2 separate regions of the Bos taurus genome follow, and region 1 is linked to region 2. The links are chromatin contacts, called in public Hi-C maps. All regions are on one chromosome and are shown on one strand. Each heading gives the region's core, a stretch centred on a gene start, on an enhancer-like site or on the middle of the called end of the contact. The rest is flanking DNA. Distances are from core to core; before and after follow the strand shown.

What was found. Hi-C and Micro-C count contacts between places; a contact is called where the count stands out from the background.
Region 1: a contact with region 2 is called in a Hi-C map of liver, with 2.8 times the contacts expected there. The contact joins the promoter of MYBL1 here to the promoter of ADHFE1 in region 2. A contact is called at or near these places in 2 of 11 Hi-C or Micro-C datasets (liver and an unstated tissue).

Annotation. Positions count from the first base shown.
Region 1 is chr14:30,860,545-30,864,223 of ARS-UCD2.0, reverse strand. MYBL1 (MYB proto-oncogene like 1) reads left to right here and starts at 1,961. Exons shown (of 16, transcript NM_176635.4): 1 at 1,961-2,034. The coding sequence starts at 2,015.
Region 2 is chr14:30,688,322-30,692,001 of ARS-UCD2.0, reverse strand. ADHFE1 (alcohol dehydrogenase iron containing 1) reads right to left here and starts at 1,383. Exons shown (of 14, transcript NM_001101887.1): 1 at 1,320-1,383. The coding sequence starts at 1,375. RRS1 (ribosome biogenesis regulator 1 homolog) reads right to left here. Exons shown (of 1, transcript NM_001075481.2): 1 at 3,177-3,680.

The DNA of each region.
Region 1 (3,679 bases), core at 712-3,211, 170 kb before region 2:
TCAAATACTGTGCACCACTTGAAGCCCCCATTTTGTTTTTTTGTAACTAATTTACATGAATCTGCAATGTTACCTTTCTGAGGAATTATATTTTTCTCTATCTCTAAAATGAAAAGAATTCGCTTTGCTGTCAAAATCTAAAATAACTCTCTTCAAGCTCTAAAATAGTATTCTGTATAAAACCGACTACAGCCTAAAATATAGCAGAAACTCTGTTTCTTGTTAGGATGTAAATAAGCGGAGTAATGCATGGCCCAGGAGTAAAGAAAACATTGTTTTCAAAAGACATTACTTTCTAAATTAGGTTTTCTTTTTTAAATGAACTAGCGACATACTAAGGAATGATTTGAAAGAAAGGCTGTTTTACCTTACCAGAATCCATACTTTGAGAAAAAGGAACTATAAAAAGCCAGGTGTTTTTAAGTTTTGAAAGTAGTGCATGCAAGCTCTTCTTAGTACACATTTGCACCTGCATCTCTGATTTGCAAAAACTGATGCGTAAATTTTCAAAATAGCAAAATATAAATCTGTTACAATATTAACATGTGGTTTCGTGCTCTATGCAGTAGAGCATGTTACCTTGCAAATTTGCATCCTTTACCATTTCTAATCGTTACTGTAGTTAATCTACTTTCATGCTGCTTGAACTGAGCATTTCGTGGGTATTAGACTTGAAACCTCTAGAGTAGTTGTAACTGCTAGAAGGTCCTGCAGTGCGGTTCCCCACTTCCTCCCGGCTCTCTTGCGAGAGAAGGTCACCTTCTACCGTTGACTACTCATTTATCTGGGCGAAATTCCCAGTCCGCTCCTGTCTTCCTGCATTCTCCTTCTGGACCAGGGCTCCTTCACCGAGCGCAGCAGTTATTTCCCGAAGAGTCGGAGAGGAGATTAAAGTACTTTGAAGGCCAGCCGCAGACCCGGATTATTTCCCTTTCCCGTTCCATGTGTCCAACTAAAAACTTTTTCACCTGTCACACTCCTGCTCCTTCCCGCTACAGAGTCTTCACTAGATCAGTAGTTACAACGTCTGGCAAAAAAAAAAAAAAGCTCGCATTTTTGCTTAAACAGTCACGGCCGCGCAAATTTTATGGTTAGGTTTATCTCAAATCCAAAGACTGAGCTTCCTAACTAGTGATGAGGGATGCCCCCGAGAACTGAGGAGCTTTGGCCGAGAGAAGGTTGCGGTGAACGGAACTGCTCAACATCCAGAGACACCGTCCGCGATCCCGGAGAAGCTTGGATTCTGGCTGCCGCTTCCGGACACGCCTCTCGGAGAGCCTGGAACTCACTTTCCCAGCGGGCCCCAGCGCGGCCCTTGGCGCCCCGCCCCTTCGGGTGCGGCGCTCGGCGCGGTCCGGGTCCTGTCACAGCAAGACCTTTGAGCCTTGCCCACGGCCACACCCCCTGGCTCCCAGCTCCTTCCCGGACTCCCGCGAGTTCCAGTCCCGGCTTCCAGCTCCCCAGCCCCGCCCTCAGTCGCGCGCGCTCTCCCCGCCCCGCCCTTGTCCCCCCGCGTGCGGCTACCACAGCCAATGAGGTTCGGGGCCGCGTGCGCAGATTCAAACGGCGGCTCTTGAGGGAGGCTGGGCGCGAGATTCGGCGGTGCGGACAAAACCCTGCAGGGAGACTACGAGTCCTGCAGAGCTGCCCGCTGCGGGGAGAGGGCGGGGGTCGGCGCCCGCGGCAGAGCCGCGCTGGGACCGAGGCGAGGAGGCTAAGAGGCGGCGGGAGGGGCCAGGGGAGGGCAGGAGCGCGCCTGCTGACATGTTGGGGGCATCCCTGACCGGGCAGGGCCGGGGCTAAGAAGCAGAGCTGCGGGCCGGGGGCGGGTCGCGGTCCGCCCCTCCGTCCCTCCGTCCTGCCCTGCCGGGGACCTGCGTTCCGCACTCGGTCGGCCTCGGAGCGGGAGCGAGGGAAGCGGCGGGGGAGGGTCGGGGAGAAGGAGCATTCGCCCGAGGCTGGAGGAGGCTGACCCGCGTCCCCGCCCAGCCCGCGCCTATGCGGTACTTGAAGGATGGCGAAGAGGTCGCGCAGGTGGGTGACATCCCTTTCGCCCAGGCCTGTGGGCACAGCCTCGGCTCAGATTCCCTTTCCTTTCCCTCTGAGTCCCCCCCCCCACCCCACCCCCCCGCGCCTACCTGGGCCCTCCGAGGCCGGGGCAGAAGTTTTCCTTCCCGCTGCGCTACAGCCGCCTCGGCCCGCTGGCCAGAGCGCAGCCGTGACGTGTGGAGAGTTGGGGACCAGGGCATTTCGGACTCAGAAAGTGAGTTACAGATGCCCAGGCGGCTCCTTGGAGTCGATTCTCCCCCAGCATATGTCCAGCTCCCCACTGTCCCACAGCCACTTCTTGGGATTTGTTGGCAGGTAAGTCGGTGCGCTTTCAGGGAATACGCTCCGCACCGGAAGGTGGTGGTGTCCTACCCGGACGGCCTGAAAATGCTGTTCCTAGGGCCTCTTACTCTCTGGATTCCTGAGCCAGTTACAAACGGGCTCTGTGATATACCTGGGTTGGGGACCCCTCTGCTACCTTGAAAGGTGTGGAAGTCCTCTGAGATATAGCTGAGGAGAGAGTACTTTTTTGATGTCTACTGTGATTACCATACCCATGGTCGCAGTTTCCTTCTACTGGGAAGATGTCACACTGTTAACACCAGTAACTTGATCTTAAAATAAAACAATGTGTTTGATTCACTTAATATTTTGTGTGTCCGTTGGACTCTGACTGTACTTGAGGGTTGCATAGAGGTAGGGCATTTCTTTGGTGGTGGTGGTTTTGGAAAACTTGCTAGGATGAATTTATGCATTTCGGTTTTATTTAAAGGTCACTGTAGTAGCTACTCGTAGACTTAGTGTGTAGGAATCACTCATATGACAAAAAACACTAGGGTGTCTTTTAGTTGTCAGTATTATTCAGTAAATATGAAAAGTTGTTTGACAGCGTTTCCAAACAGTTTTATCTGGATCCACAACTTCAAAGTCTCAACTAGAAGTGTTTTTCCCAAGTTGAAATTTAGTAGTAACTTCATTCATTGCAGATGTCTGTTAAAAATTGTCAACAGTCACACCATAGTATTTGTTGCTCTATTCATTTATTAAGGATCTGCTGTCTGTAAGGTATTTTTGCAGAAATCAGCATAGAATGTAATTAAGTCCCTATTAGATTATTATTTTGTACCAACTACAGAAGAGATCAAACTTTTGAAGTGGAACAAACACACACACTTCTCTTGTAGAGGATTTTCAACTTAGACACTGTTGATACTTGGGATCAGATAATTCTTTGTATTGGGAAGGCAGTGGTGGGGGCAGTGGGGAGTGCTGTCCTGTGCTTTGTAGAATGTCTAGCAGCATCCCTGGCCTCTGTCCCATGGATGTCAGTAACACCTCATTTCCCCAGGTGTGACAATCAAAAAATGTCTTCAGACATTACCACCGAATGTCTGTTGAAGGGCAAAATCACCCAGGTGAGAATTACTGCTCTAGAACATTAAGGACCTGACTGACTTCTCAGTCTTCAGAAAAGATAGATATTAAAAGCTCCTGTAACTATAATTACTGAAGTATTGATTTAGGCCTTTTCTTTTGTATTTTTAAACATACCTTCTTTAAGCAAGGTGACAAACGAATATTGTCAACTCAGTAACAGGAGTTTGTATACAGTGTGTGGCATTATCTGCTT
Region 2 (3,680 bases), core at 134-2,633:
AAGAGTTTCATGCTTAAAACTCTCACCCTCCTCTCCCCTCTGGCTTGCTCACCCTCTGGTTTCTCTCTTCCTCACCCACATCCTGTTGACTTCATTTCCTTGGCCTCCTGAACTCTGCAAAGTTACAGCCAGGCTCTCATCTACACACCTTCTGGGTCTGGCACAATAATTTTGACTTCCTTCCTGGTATCACTGATAAACTGACCATATCTTAGCAAAGGCCAACCTCTCCCCTGCACACTAAATCTCAGCTCTGCTCAGCTTCTCAAAACATCACTACCAACAGTTCTTCCTTTGCTCTCCTGCATCATCAACCCCCTCACCCACTACCCCCTCCCCCCACCCCAACCCAGTTTGGGATTGACATGTACACACTGCTGTATTTAAAAATGATAACCAACAAGGACTTAACGTATAGCAAGTACATAGAACTCTGCTCAATGTTATGTGGCAACCTGGATGGAAGGGGAGTTTGGGGGAGAATGTATGCATGTATATGTGTGGCTGAGTCCCTTGCGGTTCACCTCTGTCTTCACATCCCTCCCTCTCTCCTGCACCCTCTGTCCTCTGCGTTCTGCACAGACCCCTTTCACCCGTGCATGTGCTCAGTGGCTAAGTCATGTCCGACTCTTCGTGACTCCATGGACTGGTCCTTGGGATGTTTCCAAGCAAAAATACTGCAGCAGGTTGCCATTTCCTTCTTCAGGGGATCTTCCCCACCCAGGGATCAAACCCGGCTCTCTTGTGTCAGCATTGGCAGAGATTTCTTTACCACTGTGCCACCTGGGAAGCCCCAACATAAGGACATTGCATTGGCCAGGAATCAGAACCCAGACCTCCCACGTGGAAGGGAAGAATGCTACCACTGAACCAATACCTAACTTCACTGCTATCCCCTCATGCAAGTCTCTGCTAACTTTAAACTGATCCAAAGCCTCTTGTCCTTGTATCCCCAGCACCTAGAATAGTTTCTGATGCATTACCATACACTCAGTATGTGCTGGTTGGATACATGCATTTGTCTTGGTCACTGTGCCAAGCTGTCCTCTGTCTGCCTCGACTGGGACCTGGAGCTCTCCTCTCTCGACCTTAGTTTCAACGGTAGATCAGACGAAGTACAAGCGGCTGCTTTTGGCTCCTTGGCTACTTGGCACACTGACAGCGGAGTCCAGGCCGCCGCGCTCTGCGGTACCGCGTCCCGGAAAAAGATCCGAGGAAGAACGCGCGGGCCCGGGCGGGTCGCTCCCCGGGGGCTGCGTGGGCTCGGCCGCACCCTCGGGTCCCCTGCCTGCCCGCCGCCCGTCCGGCCCCGCACTCACGCTGCGCGTTGCAGAAGCCTCAGCAAGTGCACTACCCGAGAGCGAGCGGCGGCCATGGCTGAGCCGAGTCTTCCTCCCCCCCGGCGACGCCCCCTCCGCCGCCGGCCAATCTCGGCCTCCGCTTCTCCTCCGCCCTCCCCAGCCACAGCGCTTGGCGGCCGAACATTTTCCCACTAGTTGAAGCTACGGCTGCCCCAGCTGCAGTGTCTCATCGTCCACCTTTGAAATTGCCATACAGGTAACTGCTCTGTAGGGTTTTGATCTGCTCTCCTGTCTCTAGATAAAACGCTCTATTTCACAAGGCAAGGACGTGGGGGAGGGAGAAACAAGGGCAGCGCCCCCTCACCCCCTCCCTAAATCCTTTAAAATGCTCTTTTGCCTTAAGTGTATTTTCAGAATAAACTAACACAACTGCATTTAAATTTAACGGTAAATAAGAACTTTGCAAACAGCTCCCCCCCCTCCCCCGACTTTTTTTTTTAAACAAGACTAGTTAGAGAAGGAAATGGCAACCCACTCCAGTGTTCTTGCCTGGAGAATCCCAGGGATGGGGGAGCCTGGGCTGCCATCTATGGGGTCTCACAGAATCAGACATGACTGAAGCGACTTAGCAGCTAGATCAAGTCACAAAACAAAAGCCAGAAAAATTCCCAAACAAAACAAACAACAAAAAATCCCAGACAGCTGAGAAGAATTTAAAAGGTGTTAAATGCTCTATTAACGGTTTGGTTTGGAAGAAGCTGTTCAGGATACCATTATGCTTTCTTTTTTTAATCAATGGTTAAAACTTGCCATGGTTACATGAGAAGGGAGGGCTTACAGCACCAAGTGCTCCAGGCCCCAGTGGAAACGATGATCAGTGATGGCACAGTTCAGCTTTGTCAGAAGGTATGAGACAGTAAGTTGAACATGTGTTTTTAGTAACCTATTATGAAATTGGAATTAATCTCATCTTCATAGCAATTTCTAGAAGTAACATATAAAAATTGGACAATGGAAAAATGAAACAAACTCTCAATTTCCTATCAGGTGTCAGACCAAAAAGCAAGAGTAGGGTGGCTCCCCAGAGCTATAACAACAGCAGAAAAGCCCCCCCATTCTAGATCTGTATACTGTGAATCCTTTTCAGGAGGTATTTAGTTTTACAAAGACGAGTTACTGAAATCTGTTAGGGAAAGACATCCAGGATAACTGTAAATGTTTCACCTCCTAATTAGATCAGCTTAAGGCAATGGCACCCCACTCCAGTACTCTTGCCTGGAAAATCCCATGGACAGAGGAGCCTGGTGGGCTGCAGTCCATGCGGTCTCTAAGAGTCGGGGACGACTGAGCGACTTCACTTTCATTTTTTCCTTTCATGCATTGGAGAAGGAAATGGCAATCCACTCCAGTGTTCTTGCCTGGAGAATCCCAGGGACGGGGGAGCCTGGTGGGCTGCCATCTATGGGGTCACACAGAGTCGGACACGACTGAAGTGACTTAGCAGCAGCAGGTCAATTTGACAAATGAATCAAAAGATAGTAGTAATATTTCAAGTAAGGATTTTGTAGGTTTCTTTCTCTCTTCCCCAAACAGATCCCACTTGAAGCTTTAAAAAAAAAAACCTGCGATATAAATACTGATAAAGATTTAAGTATAAAATTAGGATTAGGACTTCCCTGGTGGTCCAGTGGCCAGGATTCCACACTCCCAATACAGGGGGCCTGGGTTTGATCCCTAGTCTGGGAACTAGATCCCACATACTGCAACTAAGACCCAGCACAGCCAAATAAACAAACATTAAAAAAAAAAATTACGATTGAGGATTATTACCATTATTTAGTGAAGCCCAAATTTATCATTTACAGCAAATTAATGTTTTCAGTGTTGAAAAGCATCAAATTTTATTTTTGAAGGAGACACACTTTCAGTATTATATCTGACACCAAAAGCAGGATGAGTTTTTCTAATAAAAGTTGTCTTGCTGAAATCATAATTTAGCTGCTATGTTTTCTAGAAAGTAAATGAAAATAATCTGTACCAGGTATCCAGGTCATTGGTTTTACTTAAAATGTAACCTTTCTGTTCCCACATGCTTTAGTAAATACACAAACTTGTCATCAAAATGATGCAAAAACCAGCTATTAAGTCTCTCCCTTAAACCCCATCCAAAGTTTAAAGAGAGAAAAAAAGGCTGTTTAAAACTCATTCCTAGTTTTCACAGATTCTTTCCCTAATTCAGATGTCCTTAAATACAACCTTTAATCTCCAGCCAGAGTTTTGGTTTTGGGAAATACATTAATGTGTCCAGTCCAATATTTACATATCATCTTCAGAGGAGGGTAATCCTGGCCCTTTAACCTCAAGCTCAATGAAGGCAGT